Regions from separate parts of the Sus scrofa genome. Here region 2 is linked to region 1. Evidence: chromatin contacts called from public Hi-C data. All regions are on one chromosome and are shown on one strand. Each heading gives the region's core, a stretch centred on a gene start, on an enhancer-like site or on the middle of the called end of the contact. The rest is flanking DNA. Distances are from core to core; before and after follow the strand shown.

Evidence for each region. A called contact is a pair of places that touch in the nucleus more often than the background predicts.
Region 2: a contact with region 1 is called in a Hi-C map of epiblast stem cells, with 2.8 times the contacts expected there. The contact joins the promoter of PRICKLE3 here to the promoter of WDR45 in region 1. A contact is called at or near these places in 1 of 5 promoter capture datasets (fetal liver), 8 of 47 Hi-C or Micro-C datasets (alveolar macrophages, brain, embryonic fibroblasts and 4 more) and 1 of 2 datasets of contacts at active chromatin or transcription factors (alveolar macrophages).

Annotation. Positions count from the first base shown.
Region 1 is chrX:43,152,869-43,158,606 of Sscrofa11.1, reverse strand. It overlaps WDR45 (WD repeat domain 45), which reads left to right and starts at 2,632. Exons shown (of 11, transcript NM_001190293.1): 1 at 2,632-2,744; 2 at 4,164-4,235; 3 at 4,364-4,438; 4 at 4,528-4,632; 5 at 5,506-5,611; 6 at 5,735-5,738. The coding sequence starts at 4,181.
Region 2 is chrX:43,226,844-43,232,581 of Sscrofa11.1, reverse strand. It overlaps PRICKLE3 (prickle-like protein 3), which reads left to right and starts at 2,214. Exons shown (of 9, transcript XM_003135080.4): 1 at 2,214-2,352; 2 at 3,695-3,780; 3 at 4,845-5,028. The coding sequence starts at 2,311. It overlaps SYP (synaptophysin), which reads left to right. Exons shown (of 7, transcript XM_003135078.5): 7 at 1-392.

The sequences.
Region 1 (5,738 bases), core at 1,383-3,882:
AGAGGTCTTGGCTAGAGATCTAAATTAGTGGATCTTCCAAATATTTGCAATAATTGGAGTTCCTGTTGTGGCTCAGCAGTAACAAACTTGACTAGTATCCATGAGGACACAGGTTCAATCCCTGGCCTTACTCAGTGGGTTAAGGATCTGGCATTGCCATGAGCTGTGGTGTAGGTTGCAGACATGGCTCAGATCCCGCATGGCTGTGACTGTGGCATAGGCTGGCAGCTGCAGCTGATTCAACCCCTAGCCTGGGAACTTCCATATCCCATGGGTGTGGCCCTAAAAAGACAAACAAAGAAGTATTTGCAATAATTAAGGTTACAAGACAAGATGAAGTCACCTAGGGAGAAAATACTGGCTAGAAAAGTAAGAGGGCCAGGAACACACCCAAGAATATTCCAGTATTTGGAAACTGGAGAAAGGTGGAGGGGTAGCCAGGGATAGAGGAGAAAACCAAGAGAGTGAGAGCAAAAAACCTGGAATATGTTAGTTGGTTACAGGAAGGAGTAGAGAAATGACTGCTGGTTTGGGAAGATTCTTTATTCATCAGTGATCTGGTTAAGAGCGGTCTCAGAGAGGTGGGAGTCACAGAAGCCAAACTGAATTAAGTTAAATATGCTCTGGGATGTGAGGAAGTAGAGACAGAAGAAAGCCAGAAGATTGGCTTTGTTGAGGAGCACATCAATGGAGTCACACTTAGGATAGTATATAGGGCCAAAATTCACAAGTAAATATACCCATGGATGTGAAAACCCAGTACAGGAAACAACCCAGATAGCCATCAGTAGGGGAATAGGTGAATGATTATACATTTCACACAATGCCATAAATCAATTTAAAAGGATGAATTAAACAGATGTCTATTTCATATATATATATATATATATATATGAACGGAGCTATAGCTGCTGGTCTAGGAGCTATAGCTGCTGGTCTATACGGCAGCCACAGCAATGCCAGATCTCCAACCCACTGAGAGAGGACAGGGATCGAACCCGCAACCTCATGGTTCCTAGTGGGACCCGATTCCACTGCGCCCAGAAAGGAACTCCAGATGTCCATTATATAGTTAATTTTTTTTTAACAGCCGCAGGTGCGGCATATGGAAGTTCCCAGGCTAGGGGTTGAATTCGAGCTACAGCTGCCGGCCTACGCCACAGCCGCAGCAACCCCAGATCCTTAACCCAGTGAGTGGGCCCAGGGATTGAACCCTCATCTTCATGGATACTACTTGGGTTCGTTTCTGCTGAGCCACAACGGGCACTCCTATATTAATACATTTTTCTTTCTTTTTTTTTTTTTTTTTGCCATTTCTTGGGCCGCTCCCACGGCTTATGGAGGTTCCCAGGCTAGGGGTCTAATCGGAGCTGTTGCTGCCAGCCTATGCCAGAGCCAGAGCCACGCTGGATCCAAGCCGCATCTGCAACCTACACCCCGGATCGTTAACCCACTGAGCAAGGCCAGGGATCGAACCCGCAACCTCATGGTTCCTAGTCGGATTGGTTCCCGCCATGACGGGAACTCCTATTAACACATTTTTAAAGCATCAAAACAATCTTGAAAAAAGGTAAAGGATGGTGGATTGTATCAATGTCAATATTGAGTGTAATGTTTCACTGTAGTTTTACAATATTACCTTTGGGGGAAGCGTTAAAGTACATGGGGTTTCTCTGTATTATTTCTTTTTTTTTTTTCCTCTGTATTATTTCTAACTACATGTAAGTCTACATCTCAAACTTTAAAGGTTAAATTAAAAATATTTCCCGGGGGAGTTCCCGTCGTGGCGCAGTGGTTAACGAATCCGACTAGGAACCATGAAGTTGCGGGTTCGGTCCCTGCCCTTGCTCAGTGGGTTAAGGATCCGGCGTTGCCGTGAGCTGTGGTGTAGGTTGCAGACGCGGCTCGGATCCCACGTTGCTGTGGCTCTGGCGTAGGCCGGTGGCTACAGCGCCGATTCGACCCCTAGCCTGGGAACCTCCATATGCCGCGGGAGCGGCCCAAGAAATAGCAACAACAACAACAAAAGACAAAGACAAAAAAAAAAAAATTTCCCGTATGTAGATAACTGGGGTCTTTTTCCCCTCAGTGAAGAAACACCTCTTGCCATCAAAAAAAAAATTTTTTTTTCATTTTGTAAATAAGACAAAGCGGGAGTAGGGTCAGGAATCCCATCTTGGCTTCCCCTGGCTAAGGGGACACACTCAGCGAGCACCCCCTGGCTGAGGGCACAGACTCAGCTCTGAAGGGCTCCAGGTCCGGCTCCACCTGGAGGTTCCCAGGTGGATACCGCAGTGTGTAGGGAGGACTATAAATAGCTAACGGGGGCGGCCCCTCTAGCCCACCTCGGAGGTCCAAGTCTTGTTAGCCCAGAAGGTAACGCCGCTAGTTCTCCGAGTACAGGAGAACCATTTTCCGTTCCGCGAGGGGAAGGCCCTGTCTCGCCCACCTGTCTTCGCTTCCCTCAGACAGTCATGCCCTCGCGGCGCGTCCCCTGCTCCCCGCGCCCTCCTGGAAGGACGCCGCGATCGCTCTCGCTGCTCCAAAGACCCACAAGCTGAGCTGGGATGACTACGGCCGCGTTTTCCGGCGAGGGTGAGTCACTTCCGCTTACAGACTCCCGCCCCCGGAAGTGAGACCTGATGTAAACACCGGAGCAGGGCGTCAAGGCCCTAGAGGTCAGAAAGCCGGGCCGCGGGCGGCACCGAGAGCTGGGGCCGGGATCGGGGACGCGCGAAGGTCAGGTCAGTGCCCGCGGCAGGGAGCTGGGGCATGGGCCCAGAATTGGTTGCGGTCTGCGGGCAGGAGAGGTCTTTTGAGCAGGGGTCTGAGTTGATGGAGTGTATCTAGGACAGGGATCTTGAGTAGGTGCTGGTGTTGGAAGGAGTATGAGAGTGGTCTGGGACATAAGAGGGGGTGCGGTATGTGAGGCATCCTGGGGCAGGGTTCTTGGGTGGCACGGGCCTTTGGAATGGGGATCCCTTAAAGGGGATCTTGGAAGGTGGGGTTGTCCAAAGAATGGGTCTTTGGGGGGTGAGGGAGTCCAGTGGAGGTGGTACAAGGGGAGGAGGCAGGAGGTTTGGAGGATGGGAAGGGGGTGTGCCTGGGCAATAGTTTGGGGGAGATGCGGGTTTGAAAGGAGCTTGGAGGCTCTAGAACAGGAATATTAGGGGATCCATGGCAGGAGCCTTTAGGGAAGGATTTGTTCTTCCGGGTAGGGGTTTTGGGAAGAGTGTGGCCTGGGCAAGTGTCTTGAGGGGGGTAGGGGTGCCCTAGGGCAGGGTCTTATTGAAAGGATAGGGGGTCTGGAGGAGGACTCTTAGGAGGATGCAATTCCTGGGGGTAGGTCCAAGCTAACCGATGTCAGAGTCAGGGAGAGCAGAGCACGTGGAAAGGGATATCCCAGCGGTGGGGCATTTGGAGTGATAAGCAAATCCTCAGGTAGGGTCTTTATGGCATAAAGGGATCTAGGGCAAGGTCCCGCTTGTGAAATTAGCATGTCATGTGAAAGGATTGTCCCCAGGTAGGAATGGGATCCTGAAGGGATTTGGGGAAGCCTGTGCGGAGGGGAGGTGTGAGAGCTCTGGAGTGGTACAATAGGTTGGGGTTCTCATGAGTGGTGGGCCAACTGTAGCAGGTCTCAGGGCCAGGTCAGGAAGGTGTGGAAAGTGATGAATGTCTGAGCCCCTTCTCCCCATTTATTGACGGGCAGAGTTAGCTTCTGGGTCCAGACGTGAAGATGAGAAGTGGATAGAGGGTGGTTCCAGGACACATGGGGTACTGGGGCCAGGATTGGCTGGAGGTAGAGAGGAGGTATCACTGGGATAGCTCCTACCCTGTTATTTCCTGGTAAGCAGTCAGTCAGTACCAGGGAGTAAGGAGGAGGTGGCGGGGAGTGGGGGGTCCAGGTCAGGGTAGGTTCGGAGAGCTGGTGTCAACCAAGTGTGAGACAATGGAGAGGTTACTGGCCATGCTCTTTGGGGTCTTGGGAGCTTAGTGTAGAGACGCTAGGATTCTCCCCCTGCTTTTGTCTTCTTTGCAGTCCTGCTGGGGTTAGGTTGCTGGGCAGGAGGAGGAAGAAGAAATTAGTTGGGGACAGGAGTTCTAGGACTCAGGAAACAGACCCCAGGACTCTTCCCAACCCTACTCCCATTTGTGTCCAGGGAAGCAATCCTGGACCATGACTCAGCAGCCACTTCGAGGAGTGACCAGTCTGCGTTTCAACCAAGACCAAAGTGAGAGAGGCTTGTGCCTGTGCCCTTTTGGGAGGGAGGGAGGGAGAGGTGGCCACAGGTGGGTTGTTAAGCCCTTAGCTTCCCACCTGGGCATCCTTTGAGGCAGCCGGGGTTCCTCCCATCCCCAGGCTGCTTTTGCTGTGCCATGGAGACAGGTGTGCGCATCTACAACGTGGAGCCATTGATGGAGAAGGGGCATCTGGGTGAGCTGTTGGTGGGAGAGGGGCAGCGGGCAGAAGGGAGGGGCTGGGCATTGGCCCCCACCCCTACTGACACCCTGGTCCTTGTCCAGACCATGAGCAGGTGGGCAGCATGGGCCTGGTGGAAATGCTGCACCGCTCCAACCTGCTGGCCCTGGTGGGCGGTGGTAGCAGCCCCAAGTTCTCAGAGATCTCAGGTAAGTGTCCTCATCCCGTCCCCCCCTTGGCCCAGATTCCTCGGAATCCTGGCCTCCCGGAGGCACTGGCAGATGAAGATGTCAGAGTAACTCAGAGTCACACAGTGAGGCCACCGGCTTACAAGTCCTGAATCTTATTGTCTGAGAAGCTTGGTGTTTTGTCTTCATGTAACAAACACTTGTCCAATGCCTCCCGTATGCCATGTCCTTACCTATGGAGCGCTTGCTGTGAGCCCGGTGCTGTTCTAACCACTGTACTTGCATTAACTCATTTAATCCTCACAATAACTCTGTGTGGTAGGACGTATCATCATCCCCATTTTTACAGATGAAGAAACTGAGGCCCAGAGGGGTCAAGTGACTTATCCAAGGTCACACAACCAATAGGCTTTAAAATCTTGGCGCCATCTTCCCAATGCCCTCTGGCTTTGAGTCTCAAGCATCATCTTATTTTAAGGGTTTTTGTTGATCCCACTGGGATGTGGCCAGAGATGCCTTAGGATTCTTCACAGAAATCCCCCGGGGGTATGGACTGGGACCCCGGAGGCAGGAGTATTACTGATGGGATGTGACAGGCCTGGGTGTGAGTCCCTGCTTGGTCGCTGATGGACTCTGAGGTCCTTGGCCAGATAGCCAACCCCTTGGAGCCTCAGCTTCCTCATCTGTAAATGAGTGTGACGGTTCCAGAACCTGTCCTCTTAAGAGTCACATCTCCAAGTGCTCCGGCTGCATCAGGTCACACTGGGTGTCAGCAAAAGGTTAATAAACACGTGGGCTGAAGTCCCATGGGGGACCAGGGGGTAGGTCTTGTGTCACCAGGGCTGCCCCTCACCCCAAACCTTGGCCCCGACAACACACCCACCTGCCCAGCAGTGCTGATCTGGGACGATGCCCGGGAGGGCAAGGACTCCAAGGACAAGCTGGTGCTGGAGTTCACCTTCACCAAGCCAGTGCTGGCTGTGCGCATGCGCCATGACAAGTGAGCCTGAGGTGGGCTGGGGGTGGGGGAGGTAGGAGGTCCCCACAGCAGGCGAAAGAGTTAGTCCTGTGGGGGCACTCTGCCCTCTGCTCACGGCCATCCTGTGTTGTGTGATGCCCACAGAATC
Region 2 (5,738 bases), core at 965-3,464, 74 kb before region 1:
CCCCCCCCCCCCCCCGTACCCTTGTCCACCCTGCGATGCGACAGCTAGGTAATCAGAGGACAGAGGCAAAGGGTCTGTGGGGCCGACCTCCCCCCTCTCCCCTTCCCTTGTCTCCTCCCTCTCTCCCTCCACACCCCCATCCGTTTCGGGGTGGTTGGAAACCCGGTCTGGAGCCCCCGTCCTGCACCCTCTGCTGTGTCTGTGATGTCGGTAGTGCCTGTGATTGTGTGTTGCCATTTTGTCTGGCTGTGGCCCCGCCCCCCGTCCCTCCAGGCCACACCCCCCCTTTCCCTTGCCCTTCGGTATTGTTTGAAGACTCCCTCCCCGAGGAAGAACAAATACGATTACTTCTCCTCCCCTAAATAAAGTCCTCAACCACCTAGTGCACACGGCTCTGACTTCTCAGTGCGTCTTTTTTGTTGGGGGATGGAGGTGAAGGGAAAGATTAGGAAGAGGAGACAAGAGGAAGCTCCGCCCCCGACCTGCTGTACACCGTTGGAGTCACCCCGCTGGTTTTGGCCCCTCCAACAGTGTTTTGTGCAGCCCCATCCTCTGTGAAGCCGCCTCCGCTGATCATTCTAAATCACACTCTGAGTAGCCCTGCCCACTGCCCCACTACGGGCCGCGGAATACCCACTCTTTCTAGGATTCGGTTCTAATTCTGGTCCCTTAGCCTTAACCCCTTTCCAGCCCCTGTGAGCCCTGTCCTTGAATCCCCAAAGGATTCAAATAGGAACCACATGGCTCACAGAGAGACTTACCCCTAGCCACCCTCCTCGCATTCTTCATACCCTGGCATCGCTCCATTTCCTTGCCGCCACTCAAGCTGGAGAACCAGGAGGCCGACTAGGCTGCAGGGTCGGGAGGCAGGAAGCCAAGGTGACTCGTTAGTTCTTTCGTTCATTCCCTGTAATCTGTCCTGGGCTCCTCCCTGGAGCTGGGACGTGACCAAGATTGCGTCAGGGGGAGGATGTGTGTGTGTGTGGGGGGGGAGTGAGGTCCCTGGCCCCCACGCTGAAAGGCCTGGCTGACCGCCAGCACCGCGGTGCCTAATTAGAGACTCCAGCCAGGCACCGGAGTTCTGACTGTGGACGGAGGACCCCTCCTCCCAGGCTGAGGCATTGAGAGCACGAAGGAGAGACTCCTAGCCCTAGGAAAGAGCTCAGGGAAAGAATAACTGGCGAGCGAAAAGCAAGAGCAGGGCAAGGAAAGCTTTAAAATCTATTTTTCAGGACTTAGGGGGCACCACAGCTGGGCCTGTAAAGATGGGGAGCAAGCAGGGAAGAGGGGGGCCTCAGCACCTGGCCAGTAACTTTAACCCACTTCCCATAAATCTCAAATAACCCTGGCTCTAAAAGGGGATAGGAGGAGTTCCCGTCCTAGCGCAGCGGAAACGAACCCGACTAGGAACCATGAGGTTGCGGGTTCGATCCCTGACCTCGCTCAGTGGGTTAAGGATCCGGCGTTGCCGTGAGCTGTGGTGTAGGTTGAAGACGCGGCTTGGGTCCTGCGTGGCTGTGGCTGTGGCTGTGGCATAGGCCGGTGGCTACAGCTCCGATTAGACCCCTAGCCTGGGAACCTCCATATGCCAAAGGTGCGGCCCTGAAAGGACAAAAAAGGCAAAAAACAAAAAAAAGAAAAAGAAAGAAAGAAAAGCGTTTCCTTTTAAAAAAATTGAAAAAAAAAATAAAATAAAAGGGGATAGGAGTTGGGGCGTGGTGGGGATGGTGGTGGTATAAGACCTAGCTCTCTGACGGGGGCGAGGGAGAGTCAGCAGGGGCTGCCATGGGGTTGAGGACCATTCTTGCCACATTCATCCAAGAGAAAGAGATTCTCAGAACATTACCAATGGGAAGGGAGCCACGAGGTGCTTTAACCCATCCCCCGGATAAACATCCAAAATAAATCCACTCCAAACATCAATACAAATACCCAAGTACCGTAGCGTACACCCCATGGAGTCAGATCGCCACTTCCAAGTCCTCAGGCCCTAGAATGTATGAGACACCATGTGGCACCTTGGGGTTCTGGAGGCCTTGCCTTCAGAGACCCAGCTCCCGCCGGGGCAGGAGGGCAGAAGAGCTTGCGCGCACCGCGCTCCCGGGCTGCGAGCCCCTCGCCTCTAGGCAGAGGGCGCCTCGGCCCGGGAGAGACTGCGAGGCCCAGGGGCGGACCCTACTGGGCGCGCTCCTCCCACGCCGGTGTCAGGTTTACGGAACAGCGAGCTCCCCTGCCCGACGCGCGGTGGCCAGACGGCCACAAGGATTCCATTCGCCTGGCCCGGCCGGCTTGACCCTGCCCGGACGCGCCATGTTCGCGCGTGGGTCCCGGAGGCGCCGCTCTGGGCGCGCGGTGAGCGAAATTATGGGGTCGGGGTAAACTGAGGCTCAGGAGCCGGAGCAGGGGATAGGGAGAGCGAGGAGGTGCTCCACAGAGGATCCGGGAATCCCCAGCCCCAGGATTCCTGACCAGAGGGCCTGGAAGCGTGTGGATGAAGGAAGGAAATCTGGTGGCCCTTGCTGCCTTATCACCTCTGCGCTCACCTTTATCAGCACTCCAGGGACCTCCCCTCTGGAGTGAATTATAGGACGGGATTCTGAGAACCAGAAGACTGTGTCCTGGAGCCCTGCACTCCTGGGGTGCCCAAATACCAAGAGAGTCCGGTAGTTTGGATTGGGGGCAAGAGGGCTGCCAGGCCTCCGCTTGAATGAAGCAGGGGAGCTTTTTTCTTTCTTTCTTTCTTTTTCTTTTTAGGGCCGCACCCGAGGTATATGGAAGTTCCCAGGATGGGGGTCAAATCCAAGCTACGGCTGCTGGCCTACACCACAGCCACAGCCACGCCAGATCTGAGCCGCCTCTGCGACCTGCACCACGACTCATGGCAACGCCAGATCCTTAACCCACTGAGTGAGGCCAGGGATGGAACCCGAGTCCTCATGGATCCTGGTCGGGTTCGTTACCACTGAGCCACAACGGGAACTCTAAGGCAAGGAGCTTTTGACTTCCTAGATAGGTGGGCTTCTCTTTTTTCCTTTGGAGGGGCTGTCTGGGTGGGCTCTGGGTTTTGGTGGTCCAGAGAAGGAGTGAATAGCCCTCAGATCCAAGAGAGAAGACTTTTTGGGGTGTGGGTTTCTGAATGGCTCAGGGGCCTCCTGAGATCCTAGAGGAGCGTTTCGGGTCCTTAGATATGAAAGGGTGAAGGTGGGATTTGGGGGAGGGGGTCTTGAGCTTCTGAAAGGAGGGGCAGGATTTGTGTACTTATCCCAAGTAAGGACAGGGTCTGAGACTCCTACTCTGTGGAATTGGAGTGCTGCTGGCTTCATAGGTGGAGAAGGGGCCCAGAAGAGGCCAGGGAGGAGACACCCCAGATTAGGTACTCTGTGCTGGTGGGGAGAGTACTCTGAGTTCTGGGGGAGGTGTCAGGCTGGGTGAGGGGCGTCCTAGGCTGGCCTGGGGAGGGGAATTCCCTGAAAGGGGGGCATATAGAGAGGTGGCCTCAGCTCCCCCGCCTCCGCCTCGGTTGTGTCCCCCCTCCCCCGCGCTCTGGGCGCTGTCCCAGCCTGCCCGGCGTTGCCCTGGTGGGACAGGCCCCGGCGTGCTGCTGCTGGCCTTGGAGTGGAGAGGCGGGCGTTGACTTCCCTCTCCCTCCCCCGCGCACCTCGCCGGATCCTGCTTGTGCCTCCGCCCACTACAGCCTCCAGAGGCCGAGGACCCGGACCGCGGCCAGCCCTGCAACTCCTGCAGGGAGCAGTGTCCCGGCTTCCTGCTGCACGGTTGGAGGTAGGTGACTCTCCCAGGGCCTTGCCTTCGTCAGGGTCCTACCCTCAGGGGAACCTCCAGAGTAAGTCAAGCCACGCCCCCAGGCTTGAGCCGGGTCTGGCAAGAAAGCTCGGATTCAGAGCCCCTCCCCTGACTCCTTCCCAATTGTCCAGTTCCCAGGAGAGCTCCGCCCCCTCTACCGTCCCGCCCTCAGAAGTGTTCTCCCCTGGCTTCCGAGTCCCATCTCTAGGGAGCTTGTCTGTCCCGGGCTCTGAGCACCGCCTACTGACCCCCACCCCCTTTCTTGGGCTCAGAACTCCTCCCCTAGATGCAGGGTCCTATCCTCTTCGTGGAACCCTGTACTCAAAACGTTTCGTGGGAGTTCCCGTCGTGGCTCAGTGGTTAACGAATCCGACTAGGAACCATGAGGTTGCGGGTTCGATCCCTGGCCTTGCTCAGTGGGTTAAGGATCTGGCGTTGCTGTGGCTCTGGTATAGGCCGGCGGCTACAGCTCCGATTCGACCCCTAGCCTGGGAACCTCCATATGCCTCGGAGTGGCCCCAGAAAAGGTAAAAAGACAAAAAAAAAAAAAGTTTTGTAAAATAGCACAGGCAGAGCCGTACCCACAGGCTCAGAGCCCCAGCCGCCCACAGGTTCGGAGCCTCTGTGCTAGCCGGAGTCCGCCCCTAGGGAAAGTTAGCCCCACAGTGTCCAAAATCCTGAGGGGAAGCCCTTGGACTTATAACTCTATTCTCAGACTCAGAGCCCTGCCCCTCCTCAGGCCGGCTGCCCGGAGAGTCTGACCTAAGTCACAGATGGCCTTGAGGTCCCCACCCCACGCCGCCGTGGTCTTCACGTCCTAGGCCCAAAGCCCCACCCTCCAGCCCACAGCCACGCCCCCAGATTTCCGCTCCGCCCCTCACAGCCCCCGCCCACTCCCAAACTGCGGTCTGGCTCACAGCCTCACCTCCGCTCAGCACCATCTCTCGGGCCCTGTCCCTGCTCCTCAGTTGGACTGCTTGGAATGCCAAGGGGGTCCAAGTGGGCTATCCCTTAGTAATTGACCCCCTTCGTGGACCGCTCAGAAAGATCTGCCAGCACTGCAAATGCCCGCGAGAGGAGCACGCCGTGCACGCAGTGCCTGTGGACCTGGAACGCATCATGTGCCGGCTAATCTCAGACTTCCAGCGCCACTCCATCTCTGACGACGACTCCGGCTGTGCCTCAGAGGAGTACGCCTGGGTGCCGCCTGGTCTCAAGCCTGAGCAGGTGACCAGACCCCACTAGCCACTCTTGCTCACTAGTGGGTGCACATGCGCGCACGCACACACACACACACACACACACACCACTCAGGTGGGAAGTCATTTCCAGGGAAATGCTAGGGTGTGTGGTTAGACTTCAAAGACCCTCTGATCCCTCTGTGATCTAGGAGGGGTTGCCCAGCTCCCCACAACTCGCAAGGAACCCTTATCCATCACTGAGCCAGTTTCTTGGGGCCTGTTCACTCCACTCCTCCCCTTACCTCAGGTGCGTCAGACACCCAGACAGTGAGAACACAGCAGTGAACAAAACACACAAAAATATGTCTGCGCACATGGACGTTATATTCCCCAAGGGAGCAAGAGCCAATAAGCAAACCTGTAAAAATAGGTCAGATGGTGTAAGGGCTATGGAATAAAAAGAGCAGAGAAGTGGGGGAAAGAGAGAGGTTAGAACTGTAAATAGGGGAGCTCTCACTGAGGTACAACAGGATTGGCAGCTTCTTGGGAGCTGTGGGATTTGGGTTTTAATTCCCAGCCTGGCACAGTGGGTTAAGGATCCAGCGTTGCCGCAGCTGTGGCTTAGGTCAAGGCTGCAGTTCAGATCTAATCCCTGGCCCGGGAGCTCCATATGCCCTGGGGCTGCCAAAAATGGGGAAAAAAATTGTGAATAGGGTGCCCAGCTCAGCCTCTGATATTTGAGCTTCCTGAAGGTGA